Linked DNA regions of Ovis aries: region 2 is linked to region 1. A link is a contact called in public Hi-C data. All regions are on one chromosome and are shown on one strand. The core of a region is the stretch at or near the end of the contact, and the rest is flanking DNA. Distances in the headings are between cores, read along the strand shown.

Evidence for each region. A called contact is a pair of places that touch in the nucleus more often than the background predicts.
Region 2: a contact with region 1 is called in a Hi-C map of liver, with 2.8 times the contacts expected there. The contact joins the enhancer-like site here to the promoter of DYRK2 in region 1. A contact is called at or near these places in 2 of 16 Hi-C or Micro-C datasets (both in liver).

The regions. Positions count from the first base shown.
Region 1 is chr3:152,297,074-152,301,868 of ARS-UI_Ramb_v3.0, reverse strand. It overlaps DYRK2 (dual specificity tyrosine phosphorylation regulated kinase 2), which reads left to right and starts at 1,526. Exons shown (of 2, transcript XM_027967475.2): 1 at 1,526-1,969.
Region 2 is chr3:152,374,553-152,379,196 of ARS-UI_Ramb_v3.0, reverse strand. No RefSeq gene overlaps it. Among named protein-coding and RNA genes, the nearest start is that of DYRK2, 77 kb to the right of the region's middle. Within about 2 kb of position 1,351, at least 11 of the 54 cell types and tissues checked have an H3K27ac peak or open chromatin away from gene starts, as enhancers often do. A contact at or near this core is called in liver, where this site is marked.

The DNA.
Region 1 (4,795 bases), core at 277-2,776:
TGGTTCTGGTTTATTAAGAGAAGGCACAGAGAGGACCCGTTTGAGGTACATATTACCAGTCACAATTTTATGCTTTGCCACCTGTTCTCTCTGCCAGTGCCCTCAATCCTTGCTGCCTCCTGTGGGATCCCTGAAGACTCTGAGAGGGTCACACTGTAACTTTGAAACACCCATTTGGGGGCATTTGCATAAAGCTGAGAGTGATGTTGCTGACAGGTTGCTATGACAATTTGCAAACAGTAGAGGGAATGGGTCCCCATTCTGATTTGAATCTGCACTAGCTCAGGCCTGCACACTTGATCTGGCCAGCGGCCGCAGAGTCCCAGGACAGACTTAACGGACCCAGGCCCCCAGGAGAACTTCAGAAACCAGGCATATCTTAGGAAGAAAGCGCAAGACAAGCTTCCCGCTTCCCGTCTCCCCTCCCGCTGAAGTAACAAAACCTGTGACCTTTGCACAAAGACCTGTGCCACAGACGACACGAGGCGGGTGTGAGAAGGGCAAGCAGTTTTCCCGTCTGCAAGGGAAAGAGAGGCTGTATATGGCAAAATAAAAAGGGAAATTCTCCACGTGTCTTGGATGGGAAAGGGAAAGAGACTTTGTGTCTCTGGAGGAGAGGAACTGAAGGTATCGTTTGGGAAGGTGTGTCTCTCCCAGTGGCCGAGCAGGGAAAGGCTCGGAGTTGTTAAGGAAATGGGAGGTGTCTCTGATGTTTATTTTTGCCTAGCAACCCACAGCCAGCTGCTTCCCCGGCAGCCGTCCACACGCGCCTCGCTGCCTCCCCTCGTCCTAGCGACTGGAGAGCGGTCATTTGGTGTCAGTAAACCCGGGAGGGAGTATGTGCGGTGGAGGTGGAGGTGGAAGCGGGAGGGCAGCCCCCTCCTTGGCCCACGTTCTGGGTCACCAGGCTAAGGCTCGGCTCTCCAGAGGGGCTAGACTTACCTTAGCCAGGTGACCCTCGCACAACTAAGTTATTTTCACGATCAGATGGGGCGATGGGGTGGTTAAGCCACTGGGACCCGGAAGGCGGGGAGGGGGGCGGGCAGTATTGTCTGCGAGCAGCCATTAGGTTCGGCAAGCTGAAAATGCATACGTGTTTGGGGAAAGCGCTCGGAAGGGGAGGGGGGTTTTCTGCAGTGATTTCGGTGGGAGGGAAGCGGTGGTGGGTTGCGCTGGGCGGGGAGAGGACGAGGCCGGGGAGGGCAGAAGGTCGTTAGCTGAGGCGCCGAGGGGAGCAATGCAGATGGCCGGAGGGGGAGGCGAAGGGCGAGCGGAGGCTGCGGAGTTTTCCGGGGAGTGGAGGGGTGTCTACGCCGAAGACTGGGGGCGGGGGCGAGCGGGGAGGGACTTCGGTGGGCGGCTGGGTGGGGGAGGGGTGGACGCGGGAGCGAGTGGCGCGGCGGCGGCGGTGGGGGAGCCCGGGGGCGGGGCCTGCCCGGCGGCGGAGGGAGCGGGGGCGGGGCTGCCCTCCTGGGCCGTGCGGCGCGCGGGCTCCCGGCGAGTGTGCGCGGGGGCGCGCCTGCGCGGGCCCGGGAGGAGGCTCCCGAGCGAGTCGGCCCAGGCGGCGCAGCCCGCCGCTCCCCCGCGCCCTATGCGAGGGAATCGGGGAGGCCCGCGGCGCGCCGGGGAGGGCGAGGCATGTGCACGGGCCGGAGGGTGCTGAGGCCGCCCGAGGAAGAGGAGGACGGCGGCGGCGGCGAGGAGAGCGGGGGGCTCGCGGCGGCGGGCCCGGGCCGAGGGGATGCAGCGGACTGTGTGTGTCTGACTGTAGCTGACGCGAGGCGGCGAGGAGGCGCCGGAGATCCGCCAAAGGGGCAACCAGGGGGCGGCCGCGGTGGCGGCCGCGAGAAGTAGCAGCAGGACGGGCGGCGGCGGCGGCGGAGACGGCAGCCTTGAGATGCATTTTCTTCTCCAGCGGCCATGTTAACCAGGAAACCTTCGGCCGCCGCTCCCGCCGCCTACCCGACCGGTAAGGAGGCCCGGGCCCCGCTGCCCCCGCCGGCCCCCGGGCCAGCCCTCGTGGCGCCGGCGCCCGCTGCCAGCAGGACCTCGAACAAAGTCTGCGCCGTGACTGGGCGGCGCGGGGTTCCCCGGGTGGACGGCGCGCCCTCGCCTCAGCTCATTGTTAACACGCGGGCCCCGAGGCTCCTCGGAGCGGAGCCCTCCGGCTGGACTGGAGCCGTTCCTGACCTCCCCAGTCTGGGGCTCGGCGATGCGGCGGCGCCCGGGTCGGCAGTCCAGTCCCGCTCCGGGCCTACGGACGCCCGCAGAGTGGACCGCCGGCCCGGCTCAGCCCGGCTCCCTGGCGGGGTCGCGAACTCGCTCGCGCGCGGGGAGCCCTACTTAACTTTGCAGCCGCCGGAGCCCCGCCCGTGGGCGCGCCGGGTTTCTGCGTCCCAGGCCTCCCGCCGCTCCTGGGGCGCTCGCACTCAAGGTCCCTGGCTCGGCCCCGGGGGAGAGCGGGCTCCGCAGCCTGGAGGGGTGGGGTGGGGCGGGGCGGGGCCACGGGGTCCCAGTGACTTTCTCCCCCTTGACCCTCTTTTGTCTCCTCCCGCGCGTGGCTGCCAGGCCGAGGAGGGGACAGCGCCGTCCGCCAGCTTCAGGCTTCCCCGGGGCTTGGTGCGGGGGCCCCCCGGAGCGGAGTGGGGACCGGCCCGCCCTCCCCCATCGCCCTGCCGCCTCTCCGAGCCAGCAACGCTGCCACCGCAGCCCACACGGTGAGACCCAGCCCGTGGGCGGCTGGGATGGGGACGAGGGGCGGGAGAGGGGCCCGGGGCACCAGCACCCGGACTTGGGAGCTTCTGCAGCCGGGAGAGGGGAGAGAGGTCGAAGTGCGAGTGTCTCCACGGCCCTGGCCAGTGGCCTTTCCGGGACGCCGCCCTCTGGAACTTGGGCGAGCCTAAAGCTGCAGCCACAAAGGAGGATTCGTGGCACGGGCCCCTCACTTCCCCTCCGGAGCCCGCCCACCCCTGCGCTCCTCTTGCTTCGAACTTCCTCCGGCTCTCTTTCCCCTCTTTTTTTTCCCCGGTCCTTGCTTCCTTGAGCTCCTTTCCCAGACCCGATAAACATCCCTCCCCCTCCGCCACCAAGTTGGGTAGTGGATATTTATAGAAATAGATCTGTGTTAGGGTCAGCCTGGCTGTCCTGCCCGGAAAATAGATCCCCCAAAGAGCCTCGCAGGCCTGGCCTCAGCCAGCAGGGAGCACCGCCAGTTGTCCCCCGCGTGTGGAAGCATGTTTTATGAGTGCTACAGGTTTGAGCATAGCAGAAATTGTAATTAACATTAACAAAAATAAGAGCCGCAGCTGCAGTCAAAACAAGCCACCCCTGTAGGTTTCTGCAGTTGGGTATTCAGAAGGAAAAGGCCAGCTTTGCTTCCCAGGGAGGTGGGAAGGGCAGGGCACTTGAAAGGGCCAAGAGGGAGGTGAGAGCCCAGCACCAGACCCGTGGCTGCAGAGATCGGCAAGCTGGACTTGACTTCAGCGTGTACCTCTTTTCTCAGTGCCAGAGAGAGCCCTTGGATGGTGGCTGACAGCCTAGCAGAGCTGTGCACCGGAGGAGGTGATGGTTTCCAGGGTCTTGTTTACATATTCCTCTGGATCTTTCAGAGGAAACGCCTAAGATGGTGCTAAATGAGGGGCACTTGCTAGGGATATGGCTTTGTTTGCCAAGTGAAAGTTAAGTTCTTTTAGAAAAGGCCATTTCTAGCCTACACAGGGGTAGCTCTGAGGGTCATGTGCTATGCGGAAACTTGTTTATCAGGGGAGAATTTGTGAGGGAATGGCCAAAGTGGAATGTTTTCTGTTAGACCTGAACATCTGTGTACAGTTCCGCAGGAAAATGTTTTCTTGTTAAACCTTCTTTCTCTCTCTCCTTCTCTGTCTCTCATGACACATCCAGACCCAGGGGCTAAGAATTCACTGCACAGAAGTTAACCAATCTGTGGGGGCTGTGGTTGATGGAAGGGAATCAGTAGACTGCTGATTCTGCCTGTTCTTGTCACCGTGATGTTTTAGTTGAGAAATTGCCATTGGGTTTTAGGTGTTTCAGTTTGTTTGTTTGGTTTGGAATCACCTGACAACTTGGAAGTATAACATCCAGTTTTTTTCCATGTCTGAATGTAATCACATGACTTGTTGTGACCTGGAAACGAAATACTACTTGGCTTGCATCTGGATTCTGGTTTAAGAGTGGGCTTTGCTTGATCAGAACCTCTTTGCAAATGAAATGTGTATAAGATGATGGAAAATGAAAGGTGACTACTAGAGGAGTAGTCAGTGGGAGACCAGAAATGAAAAGATACGTGGGTGCTTCTCAGCTCTCCTAATGATAGTGCTTATAGTTTACTGTGGTATCTATTTGATTCACCTAAAACTTCAAGGTGCCATTGATTAGAAGCTTGGTTTGGAAAGTATGAATTTTGGTTCTGGTTGTTGTTTAGTTTTGATTTTATTTACACAATATTGCAGACTTCCTCAAATGGGTGAGTAAAAGGACCACGGGGTTTTATCTGGTTCTACTCCTTCATTTTTTGGATGAGGAGAGCAGACAAGTTAACTGGTTTGGTTGAGATGCCTGAGCTAATTTCAGTGAAAGCTGGAGCTAAAGCCCAGGCCCTCCTGAGTCCAGCTTTACATACTGCTTGACTGCTAATTCTAGGAAATTGAACTGGTTTCTTTATAAATGCACAAACCTTAAAGATCCATGTTTCTATATGTCTTTGAGATTTTTTAAAGTTTTTAGTTTTTAATTCCACAGCAGTTACAACTATGAATTGCTATTAATGATTGAGTAG
Region 2 (4,644 bases), core at 102-2,601, 78 kb before region 1:
TTGGGTTTTTCCACCTTCTGGCTATTATTAATCTAAATAAATCTACCATAAACATCTGTGTACCAGTCTCTGTGAAGACAAATCTCTCGGCATGTGTACAACCTGCCTGAATGCTCTGATCGCATCCAGAGCAGAATCAACAGCAGGGGCTTGGATGGGATAAGGTGGTCCCATATTTGCCTGTCAAGGGAAGGGGCTTCAGTTTTACGCACATGAAACACAGCCTTTTGTTTGTTTTATGATAAAAAAGAGTTTCTTTGTTTTTCTCCTACTACCTCTGTGCCCACTCACATTTTTCTCCCAACTGGTAAGGAAAAGGAGGCAAAATTCAAGGACCTGGCTGATTTAACCATTCCTGGTAACAAGTCTAAACTTTCCTCTGTTTACGAACCCATTTGTGCCCTCATTATCCACTAAATGCCCCCCTCGCTCCAGGATGCTTCTGAGTAAGATAACTAGAACTGTGACCGACCACCAGCCCCTCTCCCTCTCTTCCGCTGGTGAAGGCTTGGCCACCTGCCAGTCACAGCAGAGTGGCTTTATTCCTTCGGTACGTGTTCAAGAGGACCCCCTGTGTGTGCAGCTTCTGGGCATATCTCTGTTGCTAGGGCAAGAGGAGCTTCCAGGTTGTTGTTGTGGGTCTGGGGTGGGGGTGGGGTGTGGGGGAGGGGAGGAGGGGTTCAGCTTTGAACTTTACTCAAAGTGCATCTGAGCCTCATTGACTATCTGAGTCCTTATCAGATCTCCAGGATCCCATGGTGGCTCAAATGGTAAATGCAGGAGACCCTGTTTGATCCCTGGGTCGGGAAGATCCCCTGGAGAAGGGAATGGCAACCCTCTTTAGTATTCTTGCCTGGAGAATTCCACGGACAGAGCAGCCTGGCAGGCTACACTCCATGGGATCACAAAGAGTCATCTGCGCAACTAACACATTTCCAAAAAGAATAAATAAGCATGATAAAGCACATTGAAATTTCTATCAGCTCTTCACTGTAGATCCCATCCCAGCCAGCGCCCATGGAGCTGGGGTGGTGACCTCTCAGGATGCCTGGAGATGGCGGCCTCTTGCAAAAAGTTGCTCCAGGACCTGCAGAAGTTGGCCCCTGTGACCTCGTGTTCATTGTACTCTTGTACTCCAGCTACTGATTCTTGTCTGTCCGTCTTCTCTGTTTCTGAAATGTCCACCCAGGCAGTGGTGTCCTGGGGTCCGTTTGTACCAGCCCCTGAGAGCTGCTTTCCTACCTTTCCAGCTCTGCGTTCAGTCCTGTCACATTGGTAGTTTAAAATCAGCCAGGGTAAGTATTTACTTTACGGAAATGGGCACATGCCAAGAATCAGGGCTTTGTTTACCTCCTGGAGAGTCTGTTGTTAAACATTTACTAGCACATAAGTGCTCACGGGTCCCTGCTGCTCTGCAGTGGAAAAGAGCTGCCTCTCTGGTTTTGATGGGCACAGTGGAGTCTTCAGTTAATAAAAAATAAGAGTTGCAATAATAACAAAAAAGCAAGCAACCCAATCAAAAATTATTGCTGAGTAGACAACAAATCCTCCAGCACTGGGGGTACAATGCCTTTTTCCAAGAACAATTTGTTACTATAATCTTAAAGGAAAAAAAACTCCACTGGTGAAGAGGAAAAGGGAACGTGTATATTTTGAAGGTCCCACCATTCTCTATTTTGGTTTTGGGGTTTTTTGCCAATTGTGATAGTTAATGGGGACCCATTGGGACCAATTTAGTGCAACAGAATAATTAAATTTAACTGTTTATGGTCTTTGGGCTTCCCAGGTGGCACAGTGATATAGAATCCACCTGCCAATGCAGAAAATGCAAGGGACGTGGATCAGGAAGATCCCCTGGAGTAGGAAATGGCTACTCATTCCAGTATTCTTGCCTGGAAAATTCTATGGACAGAGGAACAAGGTGGGCTACAGTCCATGGGGTCACAAAAAGTCTGACATGACTGAGTGATTAAGCATACACATGGTCCATTGAGGCAAAATTCTGAGATTCTCCAACATGTTAAGAATCTCAGCTTTAGATTTATTTCTCAGCTGGTGTGTGAGGTGGTCCATGAGGAAGTCAGTGATGCTGTTGAGTACTGAGACTCAAAAGGCCCCAAGTGATGGATAGATAAATGGCAGAAGGGTCTTGGGCATCTCCCTTCAACCAGAACTGTCAAGCATCCTCTACGTTGACAGGCCCATCTCAGCCTCTTATAGAGCAGAGGGAATACACCATATGACCTTGACCTTGACCTTCTGAGGCTTTAGAGTTGAGTTGAGCAGCTATGTGAAGCAGTTCTGTCTCTCCTTTTTTTCAAAGAGCATACTCCTGGTGATCTGTGTTCAGCCACAGAACTCTGTGTGACATGCTGAAGATGCTTTGTGGAAGGTCCCAGCATGACAGGACCAGAAACACAACCAAGTTGAGCCCAATAAGAGCTATGAAGCTTCTTCTGCCCCATATAGAAAAGTCTGTGATAGGATATTGGGGCAAGTGTCATAGTGACCCCAAGAATGTTCATCAGATTTCACACTTAACAAAGAAAAAGGGATGGAGACTATGACTGACCAGAAACTCCTCTTCAGAAGACAATTGCCATGTCATATTGCAAAGACAGGTTCAGTTCAGTTCAGTTCAGTTGCTCAGTCGTGTCCAACTCTTTGCGACCCCATGAATCGCAGGACGCCAGGCCTCCCTGTCCATCACCAACTCCTGGAGTTCACTAAGACTCACGTCTATCGAGTCAGTGATGCCATCCAGCCATCTCATCCTCTGTCGTCCCCTTCTCCTCCTGCCCCCAATCCCTCCCAGCATCAAAGTCTTTTCCAATGAGTCAACTCTTCCCATGAGGTGTCCAAAGTACTGGAGCTTCAGCTTTAGCATCATTCCTTCCAAAGAAATCCCAGGGTTGATCTCCTTCAGAATGGACTGGTTGGATCTCCTTGCAGTCCAAGGGACTCTCAAGAGTCTTCTCCAACACCACAGTTCAAAAGCATCAATCCTTCAGCATTCACCTTTCTTCACAGTCCAACTCTCACATCCTTACGTGACCACAGGAAAAACCATAGCCTTGACTAGACGGACCTTAGTCGGCAAAGTAATGTCTCTGCTTTTGAATATGCTATCTAGGTTGGTCATAACTTTTCTTCAAAGGAGTAAGCGTCTTTTAATTTCATGGCTGCAGTCACCATCTGCAGTGATTTTGGAGCCCCCCCAAAAAATAAAGTCTGACAGTGTTTCCACTGTTTCCCCATCTATTTCCATGAAGTGATGGGACTGGATGCCATGATCTTCATTTTCTGAATGTTGAGCTTTAAGCCAACTTTTTCACTCTCCTCTTTCACTTTCATCAAGAGGCTTTTTAGTTCCTCGTCACTTTCTGCCATAAGGGTGGTGTCATCTGCATATCTGAGGTTATTGATATTTCTCCCGGCAGTCTTGATTCCAGCTTGTGTTTCTTCCAGTCCAGTTATTCCCTGCCATCATCAAGCATCAATATATTTTGCATCACCCTTTGACTTCAGAAGTAATCTGTAACTTAAGCCCCACTTATTTTTTCTATTTGACGTTTATTTTAGTTTCATTAGTTTTTCTGACAATTTCATTGAATAGGATATTCATGAGCAGGGGAATAAAAGAACGGTGCTATTCTTCTACCTCTCTATTTGTTTCCCTAAGCACTTGCAAGAATAAAAATCAGAGATTCTACAGCAGGAGTCTGCGTGCTGCATCCTACGAGCCAAATCTGGCTTGCCACCTGCTTTTGTAAATAAAGTTTTATTGGATAAGTTTATCCATTTACATACACTTTCACACTCAGTTGAGTAGTTGTAAAAAGACTTGATGGTCCACAAAGCTGAAAATATTTCCTATGTGGTTCTGCATAAAAAATTTTTTTCCAACTCCTGCTGTTTAGAAATATGACTTCTTAGTAAAACACAGCTTAAGTCTAGTAAAACAAAAATCTCTTTTTAAAGTTTAGTAAAACAAAAATCTCCTAATCCCTCACTCTTTTGGGGGAAAGAAGCATATTATGATATTGCTTTTAACCAGACTTGAGTTCTAATCACAAGCTTTCATAGGACATCTGACAATAGTTGAATAGAATTAAGAAAAGATTTTATTTGCAGAATCCACAAAGCTATTTCCCCCAGTGTGTGCTGATTACTGAGTGCTAGGCAAGTTGAACTTTTAACAGGAACCCAGAAAGAGGGGAATCAGAGTAATTTTAAGCCAAAATCATGATAGCAATATCGCATGTAAATCTCAAACACATAACTCAGGACAGAGATAATTCATTTCACCGTAGGGAACACGACTCCAAGTCGCAATAAGCAAGTTGATCATTTCAACTGTTCAGTCTACGCTGCTTGATAAAAACAATAATGGAAGAGATTATCTAGCAGATGTGTAAGTTAATCATAAACGTCTTCTGGCTCCCCGCTTTCCAAGGGCCTGATGTGTCTTTCTGATTGAGAACAGCAGGGCTGGGTGACTTGAGTCTGTAGTCAGATCATGTGGATCTCTACCGAGAGTTCGAGAGTCTAGAACAGCTTCTTCTTGGAAGTCAGCCCAGAGCTATCCTGTAGACACTGACACTTGAGGTGCTTTCTGTGAGTGTGGTAGGTGTGTGATAGCCC